3 separate regions of the Gossypium hirsutum genome follow, and regions 2 and 3 are each linked to region 1. Evidence: chromatin contacts called from public Hi-C data. All regions are on one chromosome and are shown on one strand. Each heading gives the region's core, a stretch centred on a gene start, on an enhancer-like site or on the middle of the called end of the contact. The rest is flanking DNA. Distances are from core to core; before and after follow the strand shown. Region 1 holds the start of LOC107888904 (protein tesmin/TSO1-like CXC 2). Region 2 holds the start of LOC107888763 (40S ribosomal protein S24-1). Region 3 holds the start of LOC107888787.

Region 1 (5,022 bases), core at 1,722-4,221:
TAAATATAAAAAATAAAATTTTATTTGGTGAAGCCATTTCCTTTGGGGTGATGAAATAGTTATATATAACCCCAATGACAGATCAATTTAAGTTAAAGAATTTTTTTAAATTTTTATTTTGTTAGAGGATGACTGGGAGAAAAATGATAAGCCTTTTTTTCTATGTATTTGTGTTTTTGTTTATTTAGTAATTTTTTTAATTTGAAGGTATGTTTTGTTTAACGATAATTTGGTAGAGCTTTGACACTGGTAAATTTAATAGTTATTTTCGGATGCCAGTTATTTATTCGGCAACAAATTCAAATTGGTTATGTAAGTGTTTTAGTTAGTCGTGGTAGGACGATAACGAGTTTAAATTGATTATACAACCAATGGGTAGATTATTTGGAATTCCTGAGTCATCGGGATATTTAAAGGTTGTAAGGAATCTCAAATCGAACCGCACAAATGAGATCATCAATATTGGCAGCATCCGAGCAACAATTTAATAGCATTGAGAAACTTGCTTGTGTTGCGGTGACGGGTTCAAATGGCTCCACCCAATAAAATAATATTTTTTAAATTAAAAAACTAAAAAATTAAAACTATCATAAAACTAAAAAAAATGTTGACACAACATAAATAAAGTGGTGGCATCATTTTAATTGGAGCCACCCGACAAAATCACATTTTTAAAAAAATCTAAAAACCTCCCAAAAAAATAATACCCTTGAAACATTAAAAAAGTGGTGGAGCCATACTTAATCGGCTCCACCAAAAAATGAATTTTTCAAAGTCCTATAATTATTGAGAAATAACAGTATTTTCCTGATATTTATACAAGTGATGCCATTTTTCTTGGCACCACCAAAAATTGAATATTTTATTTTGATGGCTGACATGGTATGTTGGTGCGTCATTCTCTTTGGCTCAATCAATTTTTACTCTTCATTTCAAGTTATTTATGTATATAATTAAAGAAATAGGTTTTTTTTCATAATTAATCAAAATTTTAGGATCAACCAACAAGATAAGAAAGAGACACTGGGGAGAAAAGTGGAGATCAAGAGAATGAGGAAGAATTACCTCATAAAATTAATCACATGAAGTGGCTTTTGTAAATTATTATTAATTAGTAATAATTAAACATTGAAGTTGGAAGATGAAATTAAATTTATTAATTATTATAAATTGCTGAATAGAAAAATTAAATATATATTTTCATAGATTCGAATACGATAAAGTTGTTAATTTTATCGAAATTAGAATTGGATTAAAAAATTTATTTAATTAATAAATTAATTTAGTTAATTCAATCAATTAATTTAATTAATTAAATAGATAATATTTTAATAAATAAAAAAATAAATATTGATGTGGATAAATTATAAATGTTTGGATAAAAGTTCATATAACACATAATTGGAGTAAGGACAACAAACTTAGTATTTACTAGGGCATGCTGTTGTCTCTATACTCATAATTGAGGAAAAGTTGTATTTTCTATTAAATATTATTATTTAATCAAGTCTTATTTGAATATAACTCTTGTATGATTCTCTATAAATAGAAATTATGTGTTGAGCAATTTACAACCCTTATCATATGTCGTTATTCAATTCGAAAATGTTGGAAATTTATTTTACAAAATAAATTCTATTTTCTGAAAAAGAACGCATAGTTTTTGGTTATAGAGAAAATTAACTTTCTTACTAAAAGTTAATAAAAATTTTTATTTCATGTGATTTGTTTGATAAACTTTGAGCTCACAGTTGAGGTAGTTCGTGATTTGAGTAATAGAAAAAATCATTTGGTAGAAAGTCAAGATCGACTTTAGTCGACTTTGTACAAAGTACAAGTATATTTCGATTAAGTTTATTGTTATAAATAATACAATGAATTCTGTTTAAGAAAATTTAAAAGTTTCTACTATACCTAAAATAATTGTTTCTCTAAATTGATTGTTCTAATAGTTTTAAGCCTTTAGAACCCCATTTTATGTTTTAAACTTGTCCAAACACCTTTGGAATCATCCAAAATGATTTTAAAAATGTTCCAAAGTTTTCCATTCCTTTTAACCTCAATTTATGGATTTTATTTAATTGTTGAAAGTCATATTAAACTTATAAATAAGCAACAAGTGTTATGCATATGTCGTGGTAGCATCTCTTAACCGTGTTGGTCATTAGGTTGGGTAAGGAGTTTTACATGATAAGTGATTGCAAGCTCCTATCACGATAGGAGAATCAGTTTCAGAAAGTTTAAAGTAGTGGATGTTATCATTAAAATAATTGAATATTCATCTAACTAGAGAGAACGACAACAAATTCATCTTTAAAAACACTTGAAAAAGCAAGGCTAAAACTTGTACACAACAAGACAAAGACTTTTACCATTTTCATAAAAAATGTATGACTCATGAAACAACAAAAGCACAAAACTTAAGACATCATAGTCCAAATCTACTTGTGGAATAAATTATTATTCTAAAATATCCTCAAAATAGAGACATATTAAGAAGTAAACGAAGAGACACCATTTAAATATCCATGACCAACTCATTTTTCAAAAAAAAATGTTAGTAGTTGGTGAAGGTTTTACAACGATAAGCATCAACGTTTTTCAACTGAATAAATAAATAATAAAAAGTTGGTGTGATGGAAGAAAAGATAGGCAATAACTAATCCGGAATCCAACACCGTTACGGGATAGAACAAGGGCTAGGAAAGAAAAAAAGAAAAGTTTTGGGGGGTTTTGTTACTTTAAATATTATTGAAATCATCACTCCAAAACACACGACTTTATTAATTAAATGATAATCCAAACTTAATGGACGGGATTTCATTAGAATGGGGCCGGATCAACTGTCTAAATCCAATATATCAAAATTCCATCCCAAATTGATTACGGGCCTAACATAGGAGATGGACCGACCCAGCATCCCAAATTGAATAGGAAAATAGAATTACCATTTTGTTTTCCCGCCTTCCCGCTTCCTTAATCAAAAGTCTTATTATTATTATTATTTTTTGTTTTTTGGGTTTCACTTTCGACCAAATTCAAAGAAAGAGGCAAGGGAGCCTTTGACTGTCTCCGTAGGCTTTGAGCTCTAATCCTTGAAAAAAAGCAAAAGAGAGATGAAGATGTGGAGCCTTTGGTGAAAATGGATACACCACATAAAACCCAGATCACTCCGACTCCTACTTCTTCTCTTTCCAAATTTGAGGTTATTATTCTTTTTTCCTCTTGCAATTTAAAAAAAAAGTTTTAAGAATTTTGGTTTTTGTTAATTATGTTTGCTCACCTAGGATTTCTGGGTTTTGGGCATTTCGGCTTTCAATAATTAGATGCTGATTTGGGTTTTGCCTGTCAAGTTTAATTTGTTCTGCTTTTTTCGCTTTGAATTACTTTTGTATGTTTGTCGGAATTGTTGATGGGTTTTGTGTTCAGACTACAGCGTGAATTTGTGTGTTTCCCGTGTCATGTTTGTGTTTACAAGTGTAATGTAAATTTTTTACAAATTTTTACCCAATAATAATTATGCTCATGGGGTTATATATAAGTTTTGACATGCTTATAATTTGTCTCATTGAGATTTGACATTGGAAATGTTGGTAATTTATACAACTAGAGGTGAGCAGCAATACTTTCAAAATGTTGGGAATGTTGGTATTTCTTTAAATGATATAGAAGAGATACTTTTTTCCCTAGTTTGGTTTAGATTGCTCTATCTTTAGCTTGGTTCTTTGTTTTCTTGTGTACATGAGCATTTGCTGATCAGGTTATTGAGACTTACATGCTATGGTTTAAACATTGCTTTCTTCCTTTGCAGGATTCACCTGTCTTTAAGTACATTGATAGCCTTTCTCCTATTGAGCAAGCCAAGTCCAGTCAGACTGATAATGCTTTCAATTCATTAGCTTTTTTGTCCCCTTCATCTTTGTTTCCCTCCCCACAAATCAATTGCCATAGGGAATCCAGGTTTTCAGTTAAAAGGTAAAACTAAATTTTCTTATTGCTGTATTTAGTTCATGATTTTAAGTGTCCTGAATGATATTGGTTTCAGGCATCATTTCTCGGCAGATTTAAGCACTAGGGTCCTCCAGAGCAGTAATGAATCTAATGCAAGTCAGGAAGCTTCAAAAGCTGCTGGGCAATCTGGCTTGTACGATGAGCATCCAGGATGTCTCAGTAATGACGGTTCATCCAAAGGAATTAGCAGTGATCTGTTTGACAAGCAATCAGATTTAGCGGTTGAGTTGCCAGGAACCTCAAAATATGATTGTAGGAGTCCTGATGATAACCTGGAGGCTTGTGATGCATTACTGAAAAAAACAAGTCTGGAAGTGGTGGAACAAGAGAGATCTCCTTTCCAACGCAGTAGAGATGAATGGAAAGAGAGGCAACGGTCATTTGAAAATGAAAGAGATTTACGTAAAATACGTCGGATTAAGCCGAGCGAAGAAGCAGCAGGATGTGGCTGGGTGGCAGTTGTTTCTGATGTTGCTGATATGTTGACAGTGAATACATCTATCATTCACGAGAATAGTGATGGACAGGATCAGAGAACGGTAGACTCTGGGACAACCTCTTTTATATCAAATATCCCAGAGTTTTCGCTTGATAATGCAAATAATTTAGAAAATGCAGAATCTGGTGATCATCAAGGTTCTTGCAAACAAAATGAATTGGGAGATTCAGTAACAGATCAGACATCTTGCATCCTGTCTACTTGTCTACCGGACAAACCAGTAGTTACTGATTCAAGTTTGAAGAAGGATGATAAGGGGGAGAAATGCAGCCAGTTGAGTCGTCAGGTAAAGTGAAAAAACTGTGCAAGTACATTTTTATGGCAGACTGCAATTCGAGATATAAGATTGACACGAAGCTACATATTAGTATTTAATTCTTTCTAGAAAATGAAAAGATAATAGCATTTTTGAGCCATTTTTATGATATGCATACCTAATACAAGTTCCTTATATTGTACATTTATCAATGATTTTCATTTTATGTGTCGTTTCTTAAAATTTACACTATTTT
Region 2 (5,022 bases), core at 747-3,246, 350 kb before region 1:
ACCTTTGATGCCCTTAAAAGAAACCAATTCAAACGGAATTAATAACAATGAAAAGACAATAAGTATGTGATAGGGAATCAAAAGAAAATAACTGCAAGAAAACCCAGAAGGTTAAAGTAACATTACATAGTTATGCTGACATAAAGATGAAAGCCCTGGTTCAATGCCTTGCATAACTATGTTGCTTGGACTAAGGAGTGAGTATCAAATACAAAGTATATTCAATTTTTTTATAAATTTTGAAGGACTTTCGAAGGTCATGCCTTCATATCCATATTCAAGTATGTGTCAGATATAGGTGTGAAAAGTCAAAGCAGCATAGTCACATAATACATTATAGGGTAATTCACATTCAGATCACTAAACAAACATAAACTATCATACAAGTCTCAACCCTTTAATTCCATCACGTTATATCACTGAACTCCTATTATTAATATATTAGATTACTTATGCAAACTCAATTAAATAATTTTAATTTAAAAGCCATCTTAACATGCATAAGTAACTTATTCTCTAAACAAAACCAAGGTCGGGATTTCATGCTTTCCCACATGTTCTTTGAGCCAACATTTTCATGAGAATTAGTACAACTTAATTTATTAATAATAGAAATTCAATGATGCAATTTGATGAAATTAAAATGCTTATGACCTACACTGACGTAAATGCTACAATAAGTAACCTAAAATGCAAATCACCCCCACTCGTCTTCTTCATAACCATGCAGTACTCAAGTACAAATTATAAAAAAGGCTCTACTTCCAAGTCCATCTTGTTACTTTTAAAAGGCAACATTGCCTCCGTGCTCACTAGTATCACAACATTGCTTTTTTGAGAATACCAAAAACAAAACTATGTGGAGAAAAATACTTCAGTATGCAGTTACTAATAAAACAGACACACCACTAACAAATCCAGAGAAAATGTAAATAAAACACATCAGAAATTACCCTGATCAGTCTGTATTTGGGCTCATACTTCTTTGCGTTCTCGACAGAATCATATATCAAACCAAATCCAGTAGATTTACCACCTCCAAAATGAGTCCTGAACTTGAACACAAAGATCGAATTTGGGTCCTTCACCTCATACATTCTAGCAAGCTTCTCCTTCAACTCCGCCTAACAATACAGGATCGACAAATCAAAGATATGTTAACACAAGCAGTCCAATTTTCTGGAAGTTAAGACAATAAAACAATGTTATTGAGAATCATTAAACATTTACCTTAGAAACATTGGGCCTCCCAGGATGCAAAACATCAATGATCTACAAAACAAGTAAATAACAAGTTTCATCTTCCAAGTTAACAATTTCAAACATATATAAGCTCATCTGACCTTCAGTTTCCCAAAAGAGCAATTTTATTTTATTGCAGGCTTCATAGTAAGAAAAAAAAAGTCACTTGTTTCCAAATGACAAATCAAGGAAAGACCTAAATTAAGCATCCTACAAGCAAACTAACAAAAAACAAATACTTATTTTCTCTCATTTTCTTCTATTTTCTTTCTTTGAGCAGATCTACAGCCGAACTAAACCTTACTGAAAGCAGGTAATGGAAAATAATGTGAAAGATTACGAAAGAAATAAGCTCCGAGCCTTAAAATTTAACGTTGCCCATTGTTTGGTTAACGAAGAAATGAGCGGGAAAAAAATGGAAATGGAGCTTACGAATTGTTTCCTGGAAAGGAGCCTGTTCGTCATGAACTTCCTTGTCCTAATAGTCACTGCCTTGTCCGCCATGGTTAAGCAAATATCTTCCTCTTTTCTTGGTTTCGACGCACTGGAAGCACCAAAAGTTACAAACAGCGGCAGCAGTTCAAGGAGAGAGAATAGCAATAGCGAAAAAACAAGTTTTTATAGGGTTTCCTATGGAATCGACTTATCACTGATTAGGGTTTATTTTAGGTTTTGAATTTGGGCTTTTTTAGTTTTTGCATCTTGGGTTTTAAATGGGGCTTCCCTTTTTTAACGTTAAGTTCTACAAATGGCTATAGTAAATACTTGAGTCTGCCCTTAAAAGGGTTAATTCTGCCTCGTTGTCCTTTTACTCTTCAAAGTTTTAAAACTTTAATCCTTCTGCTTTTAATTTTAAGAATTTAGTTCTTTTTTTATCTTATTTAAAAACTAAATTGCAATCGGTATGACACTGTTAATAAACTTTTGTTAATTTTGAATATGTGGTATTTTAAAATTTAAATGTTTGACTTAAAAATTAAAGTACAATTATAACATATATTCAAAATTTTTAGAAATTAATTTTAAAAGCAAATAAGTAAAGGGACTAAATTCTTTTGGTTAAAAGCAAAGAGACTAATTTTTAAAAAATCTAAATAGTACAGGGATTGGAAGAATATTATACCCTTGTAAAATTTATTTAACTCTAAATCTAGTTAAAATTTTTCATGAATTTTTTCACTATATCTTGAAATATGATTGTGATCTTAGTAATGATGTACTAATTAAAAATTTTATTACAGGGGCATGTGTGTAAAAATTATGTATTTAATTGATGAAAGTAATAAAAAATATATAATAAAATAAAAATGTTAATATCTTATTAAAATAAAGCTTTGATTTAGTGATAAAAATAATATATTATCAATGTAATTAGTATAGATTTAAATTCAATCGTACCTAGTTTTTTTATTGATTCTTTTAAATAAAAAAATTAAAACGCCCTTGAATAATATAATTTATTTTAATTATAGAAGGACATTTTCTAATTTCTTTAATCGAGTTGGTGTCCAGTTGATTCGTGATACCAACATTCAATTAAAGACTTAAATAATAGTATAGATAAATATGATTATTATTTTTAATTATTGGTTTATTTAGCAACGAAAACCCTCATTATTTTTTATGGATGCATTTTGACAAAGCTTCAATTATTAAAGAGAAGAGGGGTTGAAGACAAAATTAGACCTAAAACTTTTGAATGGGAATTTACAAATGAAGATGAGAGGTTCAAAATGACACTATCGGCCTTCTCTTATCATGGCCACAACTCCCTCAAATTTCACCATCACATTCACCCAAACTCATTCCCCGCAAAACCAAATCATTTCTTGATCTCACCTTCCCTCATTCTTCAAAAAAATATCTCCGCACCCAAAGCTCATAATCTCTCTCCATTCACCATGGCAACTTCTACTTCTTCTTTGCTCCAATCCAACACTTTGAACTTGAAACACTATTTCCCCCTTCATTTGCCTCTTCCTTCTCCTCCTCGCCTATCTCATTTCACTGGAACTTTGGCTTTCAACGGTCAACGTTCGGCAAAGTTCACTGTTAAATGCTTCTTCTCGTCGGAGCAGAGGAAACATTTGACGAGCTCGAGTTTGGGCTCCAACAACCAGTTGAGTTCCAGCTCAAATGACAAAAACCCATTCGAGATTATTTCTCAAACAATGTTAAAAGCTTTGAACGCGTTAAAAAAGCCCGCTATAGCCGCGGTTTTATTGGGTTTGTTGCTAATGTATGATCCTAATAACGTAGCATTGGCTGCATCAGGTGGGAGGATGGGAGGAAGGTCTTTTTCTTCGAGTTCTTCATCTTCGAGGAGTTATTCGGTGCCTAGAAATGGAGGGTCGAGGTTTTCTTCGTATTCGGCTCCTTATTATGCGCCTGCTCCATTCGGAGGTGGTGGGTTTTACATGGGGCCTGCAGTTGGGGTAGGTGTTGGTGCCGGCTCGAGTTTTTTCTTGATTTTGGTTGGGTTTGCTGCCTTTGTTTTGGTCTCCGGGTTCCTTTCGGATCGGTCTGAGAGTAGTGTGCTCACTACTAGCGAAAGGACTAGTGTTATTAAGCTTCAGGTAAGCTTTTGGATTTTCTTTTATTGCTTTTTAGTTATTCTTTTGCTTTAAGTATGTTTGCATAGGTGATAAAGTCCTTGAATGATGTTTAACATTAATGAATCAACTGCTTTCTTTAATCATAAAAAAGCATGCTGATCTCCTTGTAATGATGGTGAAGCTAGTTTTTAGATAAAAAGAAATACTATGTTTTAAGGATTTGTTCCTTTGTTTTTTGCATCATTGATGCATATCAATAAATTAATATCCAATTTCAGAGTGAGAATGCTACCGATCAGATGTGTTGAAGTAAGATATGAAGTAGTGGTGTTCAGATGTATGGATAAATACACGGTTAATCAACATGTCGAAATTCAACTGAATAGATTGAATGTGAAATAAATGTGATATACAGAGAAGTTGTAACATCCGGCATGCTAGACAAAAGACACAAAAGAATGGACCAATCCAAATTAGGAGAAATCAAAGTGAGACTTGAGAATGACCCTGACAAAATCGGGTGTCTATGGAGGAGGGTTGCTTAAATGTGAATTCTGGTAGAATCTTTAAAGCTGACTTTAATATGAATTCCTTTTTGTAATAAAGTGTCAAGACTTAATTTTGTATGAATAATTGTCATGTGAAATGAGCTAGACAAGGAAGAGAGATGGACACAGAATTGTGATGGTTGCCATTACTGATGGAATTCAATTACCATTTGTTCATTTGTAGTCTCTTTGTTTTTATTATTAGGTTGGGTTGTTGGGTATGGGACGGTCTCTTCAAAGGGATCTTAATCGGATTGCTGAAGTTGCTGATACCTCTACCTCTGAGGGTCTGAGCTTTGTGTTGACAGGTAAAGCATTCTAAGATCTGTCTATAGTTAATTAGAGTCTTACTGGAGATAGTGGTGGTGTTCTATGCATTATGTAGATTACAGTTGGGAAGTGAAGATAGATGAAAATGCTATTCCTTTTTAACTGTTGTAGCTATCATTTTTGCACTATCTCCGAGTATTAGCCTAGTCATAAAGAAAATATAATAACCCAAGAGGCCATGCACAAGTCTTATAGCTCTATAGCATAACTATCATATTTGTTATTCTGAAATCTGCTTTAGTAAATAGCAACTGCATGAGAGCTAATAAAATTTTTGACATACAATTATGACAAGAAAGGGCATAAGCTTTTTACCCTATTTAATGATTTAGTTTGATTGAAATGCG
Region 3 (5,022 bases), core at 949-3,448, 270 kb before region 1:
TGAATTTCGAAAAGTCTTTGATTTATTTCGGGGCTAATGTTGATACTCACACTAAGGACTCCATTACTAATACATTGGGTGTGAAGGTTGCTTCGAATTTTGAGAAGTATCTTGGCTTACCTATGATGGTGGGGAGAAAGAAGAATTGGGCCTTTCCAAATTTTTTAGACCGTTTTAGGAGATGTATTGCGGGATGGAATTTACGTTTCTTATCGATAGGGGGCAATGAAGTTTTTGTGAAATATGTTTTACAGTCGATCCTGATTTATGTTATGCAATGTTTCGCTTTGCCTAAATCTTTATGTCACAAGCTCGAAGGCGTCATGAATAAATTTTGGTGATCTAATAATAAGTCAGCCAAAGGTATCCATTGGAGCAATTGGGATGGACTTTGTAAACCGAAAAGTATGGGTGGGCTGGGTTTTAAAAATCTGTTATTGTTTAATAAGGCATTATTAGCAAAACAAGTTTGGCGTCTTTTATCCCAGCCCACTAGTCTATTAGCCAAAGTTCTTAAAGCCCGCTACTATCCTAATTCAGATATTTTAACAGCCAATGTAGGTTCTTACCCCTCTTTTACCTGGAAGAGCATCTGCAGTGCTCGAGAATTAATTGCTGATGGAATTTTGTGGCGGGTTGGTAATGGATCTTGCATTAATATTTGGAATGACCTGTGGCTTCCTGGTAGAGAGGAAAATAGAGTGTCAGTTCAACAAATTCATCCATAATATACGACTGTTAGCCATATGATGGATAATGTTTCTAATACCTGGAATAATGAGTTGATCTTTATTATTTTTTATGATGATCAAGTGAAACGTATTCTTTCTATTCCACTCTCTGGATCTAGGTCGGAGGACATCCTGGTGTGGAAATTTGAAGGTTCTGGGGACTACTCAGTCAGAAGTGGGCATCGGGTCCTTGTTTTTGATTTTTTACAGAGAAATAATTACATTAAACCTAATATGGAGGTTTACAAGGATTTTTACAATATTTTTTGGCCTATTCACATTCCTGCCAAAATTAAAATACATTTGTGGAGACTCCTTAATAATTTTCTACCCCATTTTTGTAATCTGGCAATCAGATCTCTGCGGGTTGATTTGATTTATCCCCTTTGCAAGAGGGCTCTAGAGGATATGGATCATCTATTGTGGTCATGTGATGTTCTTCGTTCAGTATGGCGTTTCTCCATATTCGAACTGCTCTTCCTGATAGTAGCTTGAGCTACAAAGATCTCTTTGTTAATACTTTCTATTTGGCTGATAAGCAAAGCAAACAGTTTATTGCTATTTCTATTTAGGCTCTATGGTTCAGAAGAAACAAGTTAATTTCTTGAAGGTATTAATTTCTCTTTGCAGGATATCTTAGGTTTCATTCGTGGCTACCAACAAGAGCTAGTTCAATGTCAAGAAAAGTTGAGAGTTATTTACTCGCCACTATTAGGAAAGTGCTAGATCCCTCCGGGGTTAGGTATTATCAAATTAAATTTCAATGCATCTTTTCAAAGTGAGGTAAGAACTTCTATTTCAGCAATAATTGCTAGAAATCATAGAGGAGAATATATTAGGGCAGAGACTTATCTGTTTAATGATGTGGCTGATGCGTTCGTGGCTGAAGCAAGGGCGTACGAGCTAGCGGTGCTTTTTGCTATCCATATGGGCTTCCATCGGGTGTTGGTGGAAGGTGACTCCTTGACGGTTATAAAGAAAATGATGACAAGGGTAGAAGACAGATCTCTCATTAGATCTATCGTTCATCAGATTAATAAACTGGAAAATTGTTTTGATGAAATAGATTACCTTTTTGTTCCTCGCTTGGCTAATGGCATGGCCCACACTTTGGCCATGGAAGGACGGAGAAGTCGGTTTTCTGGATTCTGGGGGAATGAAGTTTCAAGCTCTGTCAAACAATTGATGGAGAAAAAACAGAGATTTTGACTCAGCAATTTTAAGTCTGGTTTACTTTGATTTGAATATGGAGAAGGTTCTTTGAATCTCCATGGATGGACTCAAAGCTTTTGGGTTCCCCTCTGTGATTGTTATCTCTATTATGCGGACGGGGAAGCTGTTTCGACTGATATTTTGAAGGGTTATTTGATTCGTCTCATGGTTTAAGGGGTTTCTGTTGTTTTCCATTAATGGTTTTGTTTTCTAGGGGCAGTTCTTGTTTTGTCCGTTGGGTTTCTACTGTTTTGTCTTTTCCTAGTTTTCTTTTATTGTTTTCTTTGCTTTATCGTTATTACTTTTTACCTATACTTTCAATCACTTTGAGGCACGTGATGATCAATAAATATCAGTCATTTACTAAAAAAAATCAAATATAATTAAGTGATTTTTCAAAAGTTAATAACATGTTAACAGCACTGGGAACGACTTTGGTCATATAATCTGTCAGTTTATTATGTTCTCACGAAACATGCTGAAACTTAAGTTGTTAGTTTTGCTTGAATAAAACATGTATTAAACGAAGTTTATAAAGATTATTATCAACCGCATAACCATTCTCAATTATATCAATCAACAATGCATTGTCGCTTTCAATCACAACCTTACGAAATTCTTTCTTCCAAGCTTGAGTGAGTCCTTCATATATAGCTCGTGCTTCAATATGCTTACGGAATCCTTAAATTAATTTATTTTAGTTGTTGTATCTTATTTAATATACTAAACAATATATCTATACTATTTATTATTTTATTGAGTTGGTTTTATCGATTGGGTCACCCATTTGACTAGGGAAATTTTTGGAAATGTTCATCAGTAATTAAAATAAGATTTAAACTTAAACTACTTGCATTAGTAAAATCTTTAATTTATCACTTAACTAAAGTTTTATTTTGAAATTTTTATACATTTAAAAAGATTTAATTATATTTTATTACCACCATCAATTTTGTGTGTATATATATATGTTAATGTATTTGATTGAATTGGTGTCCCGACTCAAGATTGATGGCAACACCAAGATAAACAATTTTAATATAATTTTTTTCATTGTGATAGGATTTCTAGTATTAATAAATATAAATCTATAATTTATAATTTATATAAAAGCACGAATTTGAAAAAAAATTAACCTGATGAGAATACTCTTTATTTTCTATTATATTACTATATCTTTTAATTATCACTTAATTAATGTTAAAATTATATATCAATTAAAATTTAATTCTAGATCTATAAATAACATTCGTATCTCAAAAAGAAATATTTAAATCACAATATGTGTAAACTTCACATTGAATGCAATTAATTAGAATAAAATTTATGTTTTAAATTTCATTTTTTTTATTGATGCCTTAGTGTTTTCTGTGTGAAGTAAGTGAAATATTACATAAACATATTCTTGAGTAAATTGCATTTTCCTCTTTTAGGACTTCTTGAATCTTCATAGGGGATCTTCGAACATGTGCAAACCTTCGACATTTGAGAAAGTCATTTTTGTTAATGTATATGCAATCTTGTTAATTTCTCTGGGAACATATCTCAAGCACCACTTCTCTTCATCCAATAGAATCCATCGAATCCACCTAACCAGAGTAAAATTTGACCTTTCAAGTTTGCCTTGGTTTTGAATCTTATATATGCTCACCATGACAGTTTTGAGTTTGACAAAGCTAAGGTGAATGAATGCAAAATACTTAATATCATCAATAAAGATAAAACTCTGAGATAATGCTTAAAAAATTTGTAGAGATAAATCTAAAAATTATATGCATGAATTATGATTTTGTGTATATTTATAAATAAAAAAATTAATTCAATTTTTACAAGACATTAAAACAATTATCGATATAACAATAATTTACATTTACATACCGTGTTGAGTATGACTCATATTTCAGTTAAATTTGAGAAATAATCTTTCAGTTACATTCTGTTTATTTGTTTCAATCAAACTCTGATTAGTCTAAATTATTTTATTATTATTAGACCTATAAATTTAGCCTATAAATAGGCTCTTTTACAACCTTAGAAAAAACACCCATTAAATATTAGAGCTCATAACACATTTAGAGAATTTTGTGTTTATGTTTTGAAGGTTTTTTGTTTTCAAATTTTCGTGGTTTAATTTTTATCTCCATATTTTGTACTCTTCATTCTTTTACTATTATAGTAAAATTATCTTTGCCGGTGGTTTTTCATCCTCATTGGAGGAGTTTTTTCATGTTAAATTTGTGTGTTCGATTTCTCAATTTATTCCGATATTTTTTTACTTGTTGCTTAATCGGGTCGATCCCAACAAGTGGTATCAGAGCTAGTTCAATTTTATTAGATCAGCCCATTCAGAGATGGCAACAACTATGTTTGAAATTTAGAAATTTGATGGTGAGACAAATTTCAATCTGTGGCAAGTTTGGATGATGGCAATTCTAGTTCAAACCAATTTGAAAAAGGTTGTTACCGAGAAAAAGCCTGAGAATCTAAATTAAACAGAATGAGAAGAGCTTGATGAAAAGACATTGTCTGCAATCCAGTTGTACCTCATGAATACGGTATTGCAAGAGGTATTAAAGGAGAAAACCTGTAACACCCTTAACCTGTATCCGTCGCCAGACTAGGGTTAAGAGGTATTACTAGACATATCGAAATGTTTAACATTCATTTCACAATCATCATAGCATCATAGTCATACATCAATACATAGTCCCTTACATAGGTTAACGAGACCTTAAACATGCTTTAGAAAGAGGTCACGACTAAACCGAACACATTTAAAATTTTTCAGAACTTAAACATTTTTCAAAGTTATACAGGTCACACGCCCATGTGAATAGGCCGTGTACCTCACACGGCATTAAACACGCCTGTGTGTCTAGACCGTGGCAAAATAGGGCATACATACTGACTGGTCCACACGGTCACAAGACACGCCCGTGTGCCAGGCTGTGTGAAAATTTAGGAGGCCACTAACTTAGGTCACAAGGCCTAGCACACACCCATGTGTGCGACTACGTGGTCTACCCAGGCTCATTTTGAAGTGGCCATTGAGCAACACAGCTAGGACATACGCCCGTTT

Evidence for each region. Hi-C and Micro-C count contacts between places; a contact is called where the count stands out from the background.
Region 2: a contact with region 1 is called in a Hi-C map of leaf, with 2.6 times the contacts expected there. The contact joins the promoter of LOC107888763 here to the promoter of LOC107888904 in region 1. A contact is called at or near these places in 2 of 34 Hi-C or Micro-C datasets (both in leaf).
Region 3: a contact with region 1 is called in a Hi-C map of leaf, with 2.4 times the contacts expected there. The contact joins the promoter of LOC107888787 here to the promoter of LOC107888904 in region 1. A contact is called at or near these places in 2 of 34 Hi-C or Micro-C datasets (both in leaf).

Annotation. Positions count from the first base shown.
Region 1 is chrA11:109,049,603-109,054,624 of Gossypium_hirsutum_v2.1, reverse strand. It overlaps LOC107888904 (protein tesmin/TSO1-like CXC 2), which reads left to right and starts at 2,971. Exons shown (of 11, transcript XM_016813175.2): 1 at 2,971-3,205; 2 at 3,812-3,975; 3 at 4,046-4,796. The coding sequence starts at 3,143.
Region 2 is chrA11:109,394,581-109,399,602 of Gossypium_hirsutum_v2.1, reverse strand. LOC107888763 (40S ribosomal protein S24-1) reads right to left here and starts at 1,996. Exons shown (of 5, transcript XM_016812966.2): 1 at 1,675-1,996; 2 at 1,231-1,272; 3 at 954-1,124. The coding sequence starts at 1,746. It overlaps LOC107888772, which reads left to right and starts at 2,983. Exons shown (of 6, transcript XM_016812977.2): 1 at 2,983-3,818; 2 at 4,551-4,653. The coding sequence starts at 3,144.
Region 3 is chrA11:109,317,523-109,322,544 of Gossypium_hirsutum_v2.1, reverse strand. LOC107888787 reads right to left here and starts at 2,198. Exons shown (of 4, transcript XM_041081692.1): 1 at 1,803-2,198; 2 at 770-1,693; 3 at 581-681.